Linked DNA regions of Mus musculus: region 2 is linked to region 1. A link is a contact called in public HiChIP or PLAC-seq data. All regions are on one chromosome and are shown on one strand. Each heading gives the region's core, a stretch centred on a gene start, on an enhancer-like site or on the middle of the called end of the contact. The rest is flanking DNA. Distances are from core to core; before and after follow the strand shown. Region 1 overlaps Ankrd44 (ankyrin repeat domain 44). Region 2 holds the start of Sf3b1 (splicing factor 3b, subunit 1).

Region 1 (5,895 bases), core at 2,091-4,590:
GAAGGGGGGGGGAGAATGTTACCATTTCTCCAGCTCCAGGAAATGTTATTCTGTTCATCACTCTCTGTTTTCTGAGGATTTTTATTTTATCTGTGTCTATGTTTGAAACGGTTCATATATGTGTAGATGTGTGATGGTGTGTGTATATGCACAGACATCAGAGGTTGAGGTCTTTCTCAATTGTGGTGTCTCCACCTTATTTACTTATTCACTTACTTATGTGCAGTTTGTGTGCAAGATGCCTGTGTGTGGGCACACATGTTACAGTGCACGTGTAGAGGGCAGAGGATAACTTTGTGGAGTTCGTTTTCTCCTTCCATTTTTACTTGGGGGGGAGGGGGCTCCAGGAACCTGGCTCAGGTTGCCAGATTTGTGCAGCAAACGTCTTTATTATTCGTATTTTTCCTGAGGCAGTCTCTTTTCTGTGACGCTATGGCTGGCCTGGAGCGTACTATGTAAATCAGGCTGGCATTGAATCACAGAAGTCTTACCTCTGACCCCCATGTGCTGGTTTTAAAAACCCGTGCCCACCACATGTAGCTTGACCTTATTTTTAAAGACAGGGTTTCCCATTAAATCTTGAAGAGTATTGCTTGGCTAGCCTAGTGGCCTGCCAGTAAGCCCTGGAGCTCCTTCTGTCTCCCTGCCCCACCCAGCACTGAGGCTGCAGGTGTGCTCTTACACCTTTTAAGTACGTGTAAGGGATGGATCTGTCTTCGGTCTCATGCTTGCCCAGCAAGCATGCTTTGGACTGAGTCACCTCCTCAGATCTTCTGAGGATTTCAGACAGGCTTTCTCAGAGGCCGCTTTTAAAAGACTTACACAGGAAATCATGGTCAGTGGGGGCTCTGAGTTTCAAGCTTTTAGCTCAGTTGGTCTCTAAAGAGGCTGTCCTGGGTAGACTGAGGAGGCAAGCCAAGAACATCTCAGTGGAGCATTTTCACCTCCATCCCCAGCCTCTGCCAGAGTTTTATAAACTGTGTATCCCCTGAAAGTCTTTTTAGTTGGACCTCTAAAGATTTTCATCATAAAGTTGGAAAGATACAAAGGATGTAATTTTTGACACAATGTAAATATTGATTTTAAAAGTGAAAACGTATCGTTGTTTAAATTGTATGGAGTGGAGTGGAATCTAAACACTATTGTGGTTTGATGTGCCTGTCAGTAGTTGTGCCTGTCAGTAGTCCAAATTTTATAGTGTTTCTTTTTCCCCTTGAATTTTTTTCAAATGTAGTGCTTTTGTGTGTATGTGCATGGGACAGCCTGGACTGGCCTGGAACCTGTCATCTTCCTGAGCTAGCTTCCTGGGTGTTGGGATTAGAAGCATGGACCACAATACTGGATGGGATGCATTTTTGTAAAATAATTTTAAAAATTAGATTATAATTGCATCATGTTCCTCTTCCTTTTCCTTCCTTCAAATCCTCCAAGTACCTGCTCTTATTCATGTTGTGATGCATGTAAAATGATTGTGATAAATTTTAGTATTATGTTTGTAATGATTATTAACAACATATCAATGCATATCTTAAATATTGGGTTAAGTACTCATAGAGCATAAAAAGTAAGATATTCCTATTTAGAATAAATTTCATGATCTAGGAGTTAGGAAATTATTTACTGACCATTATTCACCAGTGTTTAGAATAAAATAGACAATATGCAATTGTATAATATTACCATACTATGAAGTATTTTCATGGCTTCTGTTGAACCAGAAACCCAAATATTAAAAGGATGGGGCAATGAATGAGTTGTGGCTAAAGAAAAAGCGCTCAGGTCAATGATTTGTCACATTTTGTTGGACACAGCCAGAGTCAGCTGTGGGCTCCAACATCAGAAATCCGCCTGCCTCTGCCTCTCGAGTGCAGTTCTGGGATTAAAGGCGTGCGCCACCACACCCGGCAAAGGGTAGCTTTTTACAGAGCGTAATTAATTAATGTAACGAAGTCACTGAGATTACTAGGTAGATTATTGTCTTGTGGGTTCAGTTTGATCTGGGTGTGCTGTGCAGCTCACAGTCATCTTGAAGTCATGATCTCTGCTTTCATTGTGATTGTGAGTGTGCACCACCACACTTGGCACTAAAGTAACTTTAAAAAGATACCACATTTCTATGTGCAACTGTTTTAGGAACAGTGAATAGACAGAGGAAAGTCTGGGAGCCGTGTCAGGTGTGACAGCTTTTTGGTCTATCTGGCAAGAGTAGGATTTGGAGTCTGGCATGGGAGGGTTTCTGACTTTTAACATGTTTGAGTGTGGTCTGAGGGGCTATGGTGCACCGTGGCAGGGAAAGCATGTGGCCATCTCGTGAAGTGGCATGAATTTGTGAGATGTTCATGCTGACTAGTGGTTGACCCGAGTGGGTAACTGGGTTTATCTATGAAGTGATCATGGTCTCCCTAGGTGGCTTTTACTTTTCCAGTGACCAAGTTTAGCAGTGCCATCTGACTCCAAAATGTCATCTGTGAGGGGTCACGTGATGACCAGAAATATTGTTGCTCAAGGCTTCCACACTCTGTCCCTCCATCTCCATATAAGCTGTTCTGACAGATCTTAAACCATGGAGTCAGCTCGAGCTCTGTTTCTCTGAGAGCTGCAGTTTGGGCACAGGTAACTGAAACCAGATGTGCCGAGCGAGCGAGCGAGCAAGCACGGGCTGGGCTGTGGCTTTTCTTGCAGAGCATTTGGTGGCTGGGGGGAGGGAGGGAGACGGCTTTTTAACGAACCCTTTGTGCTTTTGTTAGATGCGCGCTTTCCACATCTCAGCTGCATTTGCCCTTGTTGTACCCGAACCCCTTTTGGTATGGATTATTGGTGGACAGGGAGGAGTGAGTATCTGATTTCTCCCATACTAATCTGTCTCCTTTGCCTGTTTCCCGAGTGTACACTGCACTTGGCCTTCTGGGGCCCAAGTTGATTTTTCTCACCTGGCAATTACTTGCTTGGTGGCCAGTTAATGGAGGCCCCTGAAACCCACTAAGGGACTTGGGGTTTGCGTTGTGATTGAGAAGCCGAGGAGACTTCAGGTATGTGTGTGTTTGTGTGCGTATGTGCACAGTGTGTTTTAGGACTCAGAGTCTCACTGGACGTAGAGAATGAATGGCCTCTTAGGCTTTCTTCCAATTCCATCTGACCATTTTGGTGCTCCAGTGGGTTCCCTGGCATTTAGTACGATCACCCACGGGCTTGTTCCTTAGAGGGGGATGTGCTGTCATTTTTTTTTCTTCCTCTTATAATCCCCAGGGACAATATTTTATCAGTCTCTGAAATGTGGGCAGCATGAGGGATATGCAATCTGCTCTCCAGTACAGCCCTGCTGAGCTCAGCCCTGCAATCATGTGGTTCTGAAATACTACCAGCCTGAAACCATAAGAAAGCCTCCGCTTCGCCTGACGTACTCATACTGCTTGACATGAGAAGCTGACATTTTGAAGGCTGTGGAGAAAACAGAATTGCTGACTGCACAAAATGCACATGAGAACTGCATGTGGGCAGGGGCTCTTTCCTTAGCATCGGTGGCGTTCTTCAATGTCCGCTCCATCTTGCAGCACCTGTATCTGCTCTAAACGTTCCCAAGGTCGAAGGTCTCTACCTAGGAGATTTGATCCACTTGCTGGTTGGTGACCTACATATCCGCTCAGGGAAGAGAAGATGGGTAGAGGGGTCCTCAGGGCAATTAAAACTGAGACCATGGCTGTGGCCTGAGTGTGAGGAGAGCCCCTCTTCCCTTTATAGAGATAGGAAATAAGTTCGGATCTATCTGGGTGCCCATTCTGAATGCAGACAGAGCATGGTGCAGAATTGGTGTGTTTTATCATCATTGCCACTCACCACTGATTATTTTTGTATTTCTCTACTGGCTCTCGGAGTCTTAGTGCTTTACACCTTAGTGCACCTAGCCCCTTAGCACCAGCCGCTGCTTTGCTTCCAGCCTTGTTTCTGCCCGGCTCTGCCCGGCCCCCTTCCCACCAGTCCCGGGCTCATTGCTGCAGTCACTTGCTGTTAGGCTGCCCGGGAGTCTGTTGATTAAGTAGGAACTGGTCAAGTACAAGCTGCTTTGAGCTGTTGTTTGGTTAGTGGAAGCCAGGAACATCCGGGTGCTGAGCCACTTCATGTTTTGCTGCAAGCTCCACTAAGGCACTGCCCCTGTGATTCATGGCTCCTTATCTATTTGGTGAGAGCAGAATACTTACACCTGTCCTCGAGTCTTCCCAGCCATATGTGAAAAAAAAAAAACCCTCATTACTGGTGATTTCAGGTTATAACCCTGAATGTGTACTCTTGACAAGGCTAGTGCTACCTGTGTAAAAACCCTCCCAGTGCTGGGGGTGTCTCCAAAATCAAGTGCAAGTGTTTGGGGAGATACCTAACATCAACTTAACCTCCATGTGGACCTGCGTGCGTTCATGCGTGTGCACACACACGCACAGCAAAACAAATCTAATGCTAATAAAAGAAATATGAAAAGGATTTATAGGAAAATAGTACATCAGTGCATATAGCCACATTGAAGACATGAGATGATCATATTTTTAGTCTTATAATAAATTAATCGAATCTGAGAAATACCCATCAAAACTTTTTATATAACTTTAGAAATAAGAGGCCGGGGTTGAAGTATGGCTCAGTGGGAAGGCTCACCATTCACACTCGTGAGGTCCTGGGTTTGATCTTAACCACCACAAAGGGAGGGTACTAAATAAGCCTTATCTTTCTAATCCCTAGACTATGTGGACTTTCAGTGTAGACTCATGCGGGTTTTTTTGTAGAGGTGATTTGTTATCTGTGAGCAACATTCCTGTAAAAGCTAGGATTTCCAGAGCTAGTAAAAAACTTGGAACTTTGAATAGAATAAAATGCACTCTCTCATTTAGGGTTATCAGATTCATATAAAATTCAGTGTATTTACAGTGGAAGCTTCAGGAATGGGAGCCATGGCTCCTCTGTCCACACTGCCTTGCAGAAGACCTGGACTTAATTCCTAGCATCCATCCAGGCTCACGACTGCACATAACTGACTTCAGGGGGAATCCAATGTTTCTGGCCTCTGGAGGGGTTCCACATGTACATACCACCCCACAGTCCCACCCACATACATGCAATAAAAAATAATGAGCTAAGTTAAGATGTTTCTTGTTTTTTACTTCATGGACTGGAGAGATGGTTCAGTGGTTAAGAGCACTGGCTGTTCTTCAGAGGACCTGGGATCAGTTCCCAGTGCTCGAGTTCTGGGAAATCCAACACCCTCTTTGGCCTCTGTAGACACCAAGCACAAATATGGTACATATACATCCAAGCAGGCAAACATTCACACACATAAAATAAAAATAAATACTTCAAAATATTTGCTTATTTCACATCCCAACTGTAGTTTTCCCTCTCTCCTCTCTTCCCACGTTCTCCCCTCCCTCTCCCTCCATCCACTTCTCTTTCCTTTCTCTTCAGAAAAAAAGATCTGTCTCTATGGGTACCACCCAGCCATGACACATCAAGCTGCAGTAAGACTAGGTACCTCCTTTTCTATTGAGGCTAGTCACACCAACCCAGTAGGGGAAGGGCAGGCAGCAGAGTCAGAGACAGCTCCTGCTCCCTCTGTTAGGAGCCCCACAAGAAGTCCAAGTTTCACAACTGTGACACACATATGAAAGGTCACTCCCATACAGGCTTCCCTGGGTGGCAGTTCAGTCCTTGTGAGCCCCTGTGGGCTAGGTTAGTTGACTCTGTGAGGTTTTCTTGTGTCGTCCTTGACCTCCCTGGCTTCTACAATCCTTATTCCCTCTCTTAGGAGTACCCAAGCTCTACCCAGTGTTTGGCTGAGGGTCTCTGCCATCAATTTCCAACAGTTTGCCAGGTGAAGCCTTTTTGATGACAGTTGGGTTAGACGCCAGTCTA
Region 2 (5,895 bases), core at 1,745-4,244, 120 kb before region 1:
GTGAGTAGAGATAGGAGATGGTTATTCTTAAATGGGTAGACAGCTAGGAAGAGTGGTCCGGGATAGGAGCCATCAAACTAACCAGATTCCCAGACTCTTGCCCAAAAGAAACTCCTTCATTACCCAGAACTTTTTCTTCACTGGAAGGTTACTGGGTTAACTTCCTCCCGGACCCCCTTGGGGGCCACAGACAACCCATTGGGTGGGCTTGGCAGGGTAAGCCCCTGACTGAGGGCTCATGCCCTCTCATCATTGTGGACCTCTGATAACAAAAGTGGCTTGGCTCTGAGGGAATGTTTGCCACAGGTACTTCCTCAGGTTCCCCCAACTTGTGTTTAGTCAAGTCCATACTGTCACTGGAGACGACCCAAGCAGCTAAAGGCATCTTAGCAGATCTAATTCAAGACGGAGAAACAGCTGGCCTGGGGTAGCACATGCCTTTAATCCTAGCACTCAGGAGCCAGAGGCAAGCAGATTTCTGAGTCTGAGGCTAGCCTGGTCTACAGAGGGAGTTCCAGGACAGCCAGAGACACACAGTCAGACGATGTCAAGTAAACAAACAAAAACAGAGCCAAATTTTGCTCCACACCTTATTTAAAAGCACAGAAGCAGTGTCTAGGGGGCTTATGGTGTTCCCTTTCTGTTCATCCGCCCTTGTATCACAGCTGCAAGAAATCTCAGATGTGATAGACTGCAGATCTCGACCCTGTGATTCTTTTTAAAATTTTATGTGTATGAGTATTTTGCCTGCATGTATATATGTGCACCATATGTGTGCCCCGTGCCCACAGGAGCCAGAAGAGGAAATCAGAGCCCCTAGGAGTTGCCCCATAGCTGGTTGTTAGTAACCATGCGGGTGTTTGGAAGTGAACCTGCATCCTCTTGCAAGAGCAGTCAGTGCTCTTAACTGCTGAGACATCTCTAAAACCTCCAAGTTGTTTTGTTTTGTTCTGAGACAGGGTGTCTCTGTGTAGCCCTGGCTGGCTGTCCTGGAACTCACTCTGTAGACCAGGTTGGCCTCAAACTTAGAGATCTGTCTCCCTCTGCTTTCAGAGTGCTGTGATTAAGGGGGTGTGCCACTAACCTACCTGCAGAAATTCTTTTGTTGATGGAGAAACAGACTTCCCGGGAGGAGCTATCAGGCAACACCAGAGACTACACAGCGAGACCCTGTCTCAAAACAAAACAACTACATTGCTTTAAGAAGTAAACCTGCTCTGCTCTTTTTTTTTTCCTGCTCTGCTCTTACTAGTCTCTTGACTCTGCTATCACAGTGTGAGAATGGTCTTTCCCAAAGTGTGTCTGTGGGTGTGCGGGCAGGTTGGTGGGAACAAGAAGCTGAGAGGTCATCTTCAGCCGCAGACATACGGCAGAGAGAGCAAACTGAAAGTAGACTGAGGCGAGGAACTCTAATCTTGTCTCCAGCGATGTACTTCCTCTTTCTGCAAGGCTGCACAACCTCCCCAAATAAGGAGCCTAAGGGAGCCGTCTCGGACTCATTTTAATACTCTCCTTCCTGTCCTGAACCATATTAGTATTCTTTCAGGAACAAACATACAGACAAGTAGGCTGTGGTGAGAAAAATCTTTTTTGTTTTGTTTTTGTTTTTTGAGACAGGGTTTCTCTGTGTAGCCCTGTGGAACTCACTTTGTAGAACAGGCTGGCCTTGAACTCAGAAATCCGCCTGCCTCTGCCTCCTGAGTGCTGGGATTAAAGGCGTGCGCCACCACGCCCAGCATGAAAAAATCTTATTTTTATAAAAGAGGATTCACAAGACAATTCTGGGTGATCTTTTAGTGATGTTTATCATTACTCTGGAACTCCAGGAAGTATTTAGCTTCTACAATTACCACAAATGCAGCAAATGCTCCTTTGAATCTGTTATAGAAATGATAAGCCTTCCCAGTGAGAAAGCATCCTGCACATTTGGAGGATAATAAAGGAAAAAGGTCTGGCACAGCTGGCTCTGGCTAATGCTCGGTAGGGCCAGCCTTGAATACATTTTGATAACTTAGAGACACCTTAGGCTTATTTTCTCCAAATATGAGGTTATCCTCAAATTTGTAATTTAGGTCCCAACCCTGGGTTACATTTAGTACAACTTAAACAGAGACAGAAGGCTGAAAATCTGGTCAATAGGTCACTCCTATTTGCCTGGTCATTTAGGCATCAGTTATTGCCAGAATTATTTTAAGTGCACCAGTGTTGTACTTTTTCAAATAGTTGTTACCTGGGGTCATCTTACCCATTTGGCAGAATTATGTTTCTCTCAAGAAAAGAACTGGGCTTTATTGTAGATCAGGACTTAACATTGCTTGTGACCCTATACTATTCCCTTGAGCTGCCTGTTAAGAGAAGTATTCTACCGTATCTAATGGCTGGTCAATACTGGTGAACCAACATTAACATCTTAGGCATCATAAACTTTATTTCTAACAGGCCTGGCTAGCATACTGTTTATTTTTTGGGTGTCTTGGAGGCAGTGTTCCTTTGGCTAAATTCTATTTTGTGTAATTTAATCTCTCTCTCTCTCTACTTTTTATTTTTGTTTTTTTCGAGACAGGGTTTCTCTGTGTAGCCTTGGCTGTTCTGGAACTCACTCTGTAGACCAGGCTGGCCTCGAACTCAGAATCTGCCTGCCGCTGCCTCCCAAGTGCTGGGATTAAAGGGGTGCGCCACCACTGCCAGGCTCCTTTGGTTTTATTAAAGACAGGCTTTGTCTGTACAGCCCTGGCTTCGGGAACTCTCTTTGTAGACCAGGCTGGCCTCGAACTGCCTCTTCTCTTCCGAGTGCTTGAATTAACGGCACGTTACCCACCACTGGCCGGACAGGCTACAGCCCTCTTGGGAAGTAGCCATCCTCTTCCGCGTTTAGTCTTCCCCGCGGTTTCGCTGGCTTTTTAAGGAAGCCGCCGGGAGCCCGCCCTGGCCCCGCCCACTCCCATAATGCCCCTCGCAGTCTCATATAGGTGGCAGTTGAAGTACGTGCTACAGTGCGGCGCGCGCTCCCGGGTGCGCACGCTCAGAGAGCGGCCTCTGTTTCTGGCGGCGGCGAGCGGAAGTCCTTGGGAGCGCCAGTTCCGTCTGTGTGTTCGAGTGGACAAAATGGCGAAGATCGCCAAGACTCACGAAGGTAAGCGGCCTTTCCCTTCCCACGCGCGACCTCGGCAGCCAGCCAGCCGCGGCCCTCTCTCCTGGCTTTCTGCGTCTTCGCGTGGCATCTCTGGTCTCGACCGAGGCCGCGCGGCGAGGCCTGCTCGGCTCGTCGGCGCAGGCCGCTGCCCGCGTAATGGCGTCCTCTCGCACTCCGGGACCGGCGCTTTGTTCCGCGCTGGCTGTTGGTGCTTCCGAGTTCTCTTGTTCTGACCGGAGAGCCTCGCTCGAGCGGCTTGCCCCGGGGGACTCCCGGGGAGGGAGCGGGGAGGCGGACGTGGGAGGCCGACTTTCTCGCCCCCCGGGCGCTATCGTCGGCAGTTCGTACCTGGAAAGCCCTGAATGACGGCAGCCGCTTTCGGGCCGCTCCTAACGGAGGCCGCTTCAGCGCAGGCCTGCCAATCCCAGCCTTCGCGATACAGGCATCTCCAAGGCGGCTGGATCGTGTTGTGGTGCTTGCACTAAATGATTCCGGCAGAAAATCTGGTAGTTTACTCCTTTAATCACTTGTGTCCTGGTGTTCTATCTTTTTCCCTTTGAGAGCTAGGTGTTGGAGAATCAGGAGGAAGAGAGAAGGAAAGGCAGATTTGACCAGTTGCCAAAGTTTTCTGGGTAGTCGCTTATTTTATGCTGCACAAGAGTAAACAGAGCTAGAAACATGTTGAGAAGCAACCAGATTCCATAAGGAAAGTAACCAGAGAAGACGGGAAGGAATTTGAGTCTGAGAGACAGAATCCCTGTTTCTTGGCTCCCGGTTAAGAAGCCAAAATTTACGCTGACACTAAGTCACTAAACCCGTCCTTTCTAAGTGTGTGTCTCGGTGTTAGAGAGAGGTAACAAGCTAAGGATGTCAGAAATTTGACAGTTTGATGTGGAAGCAGATGTGTGAATATTCTCTTAGAAAATCAAAGGAATGTGTACAGAGAAGTAAAGCCAGTACTTTCTGAGAAGCTGGGTAACGGAGCCATTAATTTATGCTTAGTTATTTTTGGGAGGTGGTGACGCGGCGCTGATAAAAAAGGATCAATCAGTTTTAAATTAGGGGAGGATGTCTGAGCCGGAGGGAACATCTTGTACCATGCAGTGAGTGTCGCTGTGGTAGGATAGAGGAGGGTGTAAGGAGGGAATTCCGATGCGAATCTAAAGAGATGGTTTAGGACCAATAGCTGGGACATTTGAGGAACTGAAAATACTAACACTTTTGAAAGCCAGAAATGTCCCTGCATTAACTAGTCTTTTGTCTTTAAACATGAAAGTACAACACATGTTTTTGTTTTCTTTTTTGAGATAGTCTTACTATGTAATTCCGGTTGCCCTGAAACTTCCTGAATAGAGGAGACTGGGTCCCACTTCAAAGAAACTCATCCTCCTGCCTCTGCTTCCCAAGTGCTGGGTAAAAGGCCTGTGCCTGGTTAGCCCAACACTTTTTTTAAAAAAAAAGATTTATGTGAATACACTCTGTCACTGTCTTCAGACACACCAGAAGAGGGCGTCAGATCCTATTACAGATGGTTGTGAGCCATCTGTAATTGAATTGAACTGAGGACCTCTGGAAGAGCAGTCCAGCCCCTAGCCCAACACTTTTTAAAGCCAGAAATGTTTTTGGCCTCATTATTTATCTTTAGACTACTTCAGATATTGTTTGTAAAATAATTAGGAAATTGAATCGTGTCGCTGTTTTGTTCAGTCAGTGGTAGGTTATTTATTTTAATTGTTTTCCATTGTGGGGAACCAGTGAAATTATTGGACTTCCAGAGCATGGGGGAGGGGAAGTGCTTACTGAAGGAAAGCATGGTTTACTCCTTACTGGCTTCCTTATAGCTGCATAGGTAGAGTCCCATACCCTAATAGGTTATTGATTTATGGAGATTTATGGATATTTTGTAGCTTTGATTGTTGGCTTATTGATATCTTCAATGTAGCATACTCCCAGTTGGATAAATGCAAAGTTTATTTTATGTGCATTAATATTTTTGCCTGCATGTAACGTCTGTCTGAAGGTGTCAGATTCCCTGGAATTGGATTAAAGGACAGTTGTAAGATGCCACATGGGTGCTGGGAACTGAACCTAGGTCTTCTGGAAGAGCAGCCACTGCTCTCAGCTGCAGAGCCATCTTTCTGGCCCTGGTAAATGTAAAGTTTAGGGTCCTTTCCTCTTTCCTTTCCCCTTCCCTTCCCTTCCCTTCCCCCTCCCTCCTCCTTTCCTTTCCTTTTTCATTGTAGAAGCCCAGCTAAACTTGTTTTCAAAAATTGCAATTGCTTTTTTTTTTTTTTTTTTTTTGGTTTTCGAGACAGGGTTTCTCTGTGTAGCCCTGGCTGTCCTGGAACTCACTTTGTAGACCAGGCTGGCCTCGAGCTCAGAAAATCCGCCTGCCTCTGCCTTCCGAGTGCTGAGTTTCGATTTTTTTTTTGTAAAAATTGCTATTTTATTTAGGATTATTTTATTATTGAATTAATAAAAAATATTATAGAAGTATGTCACAATTTGGTATAAGGTCCCTCAGTATAAATCTTTATTGTCTTAGTCTTTTTTTGTTGTTGTGTTGTTGCTACGTTTGTTTGTTTTGAGACAGAGTTTCTCTCTGTAGCTCTGTCCTGGAATTTGCTCTGTTTATCAGTCTGGCCTAGAACTTTTTTTTTTTTTTTTAGACAATCTCTTCATGTAGTTTCAGCTGTTCTGAAACACTCTTGGTAGACTATGCTGGCCTCAGATTGGCCTCCCAAGAGCTGGGATCAGAGTTG

The links. HiChIP or PLAC-seq counts read pairs in DNA pulled down with a chosen protein or histone mark.
Region 2: a contact with region 1 is called in an H3K4me3 HiChIP or PLAC-seq map of the SCID.adh cell line, with 17 read pairs. The contact joins the promoter of Sf3b1 here to the enhancer-like site in region 1. A contact is called at or near these places in 1 of 39 promoter capture datasets (pre-B cells), 3 of 115 datasets of contacts at active chromatin or transcription factors (the SCID.adh cell line, embryonic stem cells and microglia) and 2 of 9 other capture datasets (adipose tissue and pancreatic islet).

What each region holds. Positions count from the first base shown.
Region 1 is chr1:54,904,021-54,909,915 of GRCm38.p6, reverse strand. The region is part of intron 1 of Ankrd44 (ankyrin repeat domain 44); the gene reads left to right. Among named protein-coding and RNA genes, the nearest start is that of Ankrd44, 19 kb to the left of the region's middle. Within about 2 kb of position 3,340, at least 78 of the 459 cell types and tissues checked have an H3K27ac peak or open chromatin away from gene starts, as enhancers often do. A contact at or near this core is called in the SCID.adh cell line, pancreatic islet and pre-B cells, where this site is marked.
Region 2 is chr1:55,024,577-55,030,471 of GRCm38.p6, reverse strand. It overlaps Sf3b1 (splicing factor 3b, subunit 1), which reads left to right and starts at 2,994. Exons shown (of 25, transcript NM_031179.2): 1 at 2,994-3,133. The coding sequence starts at 3,106.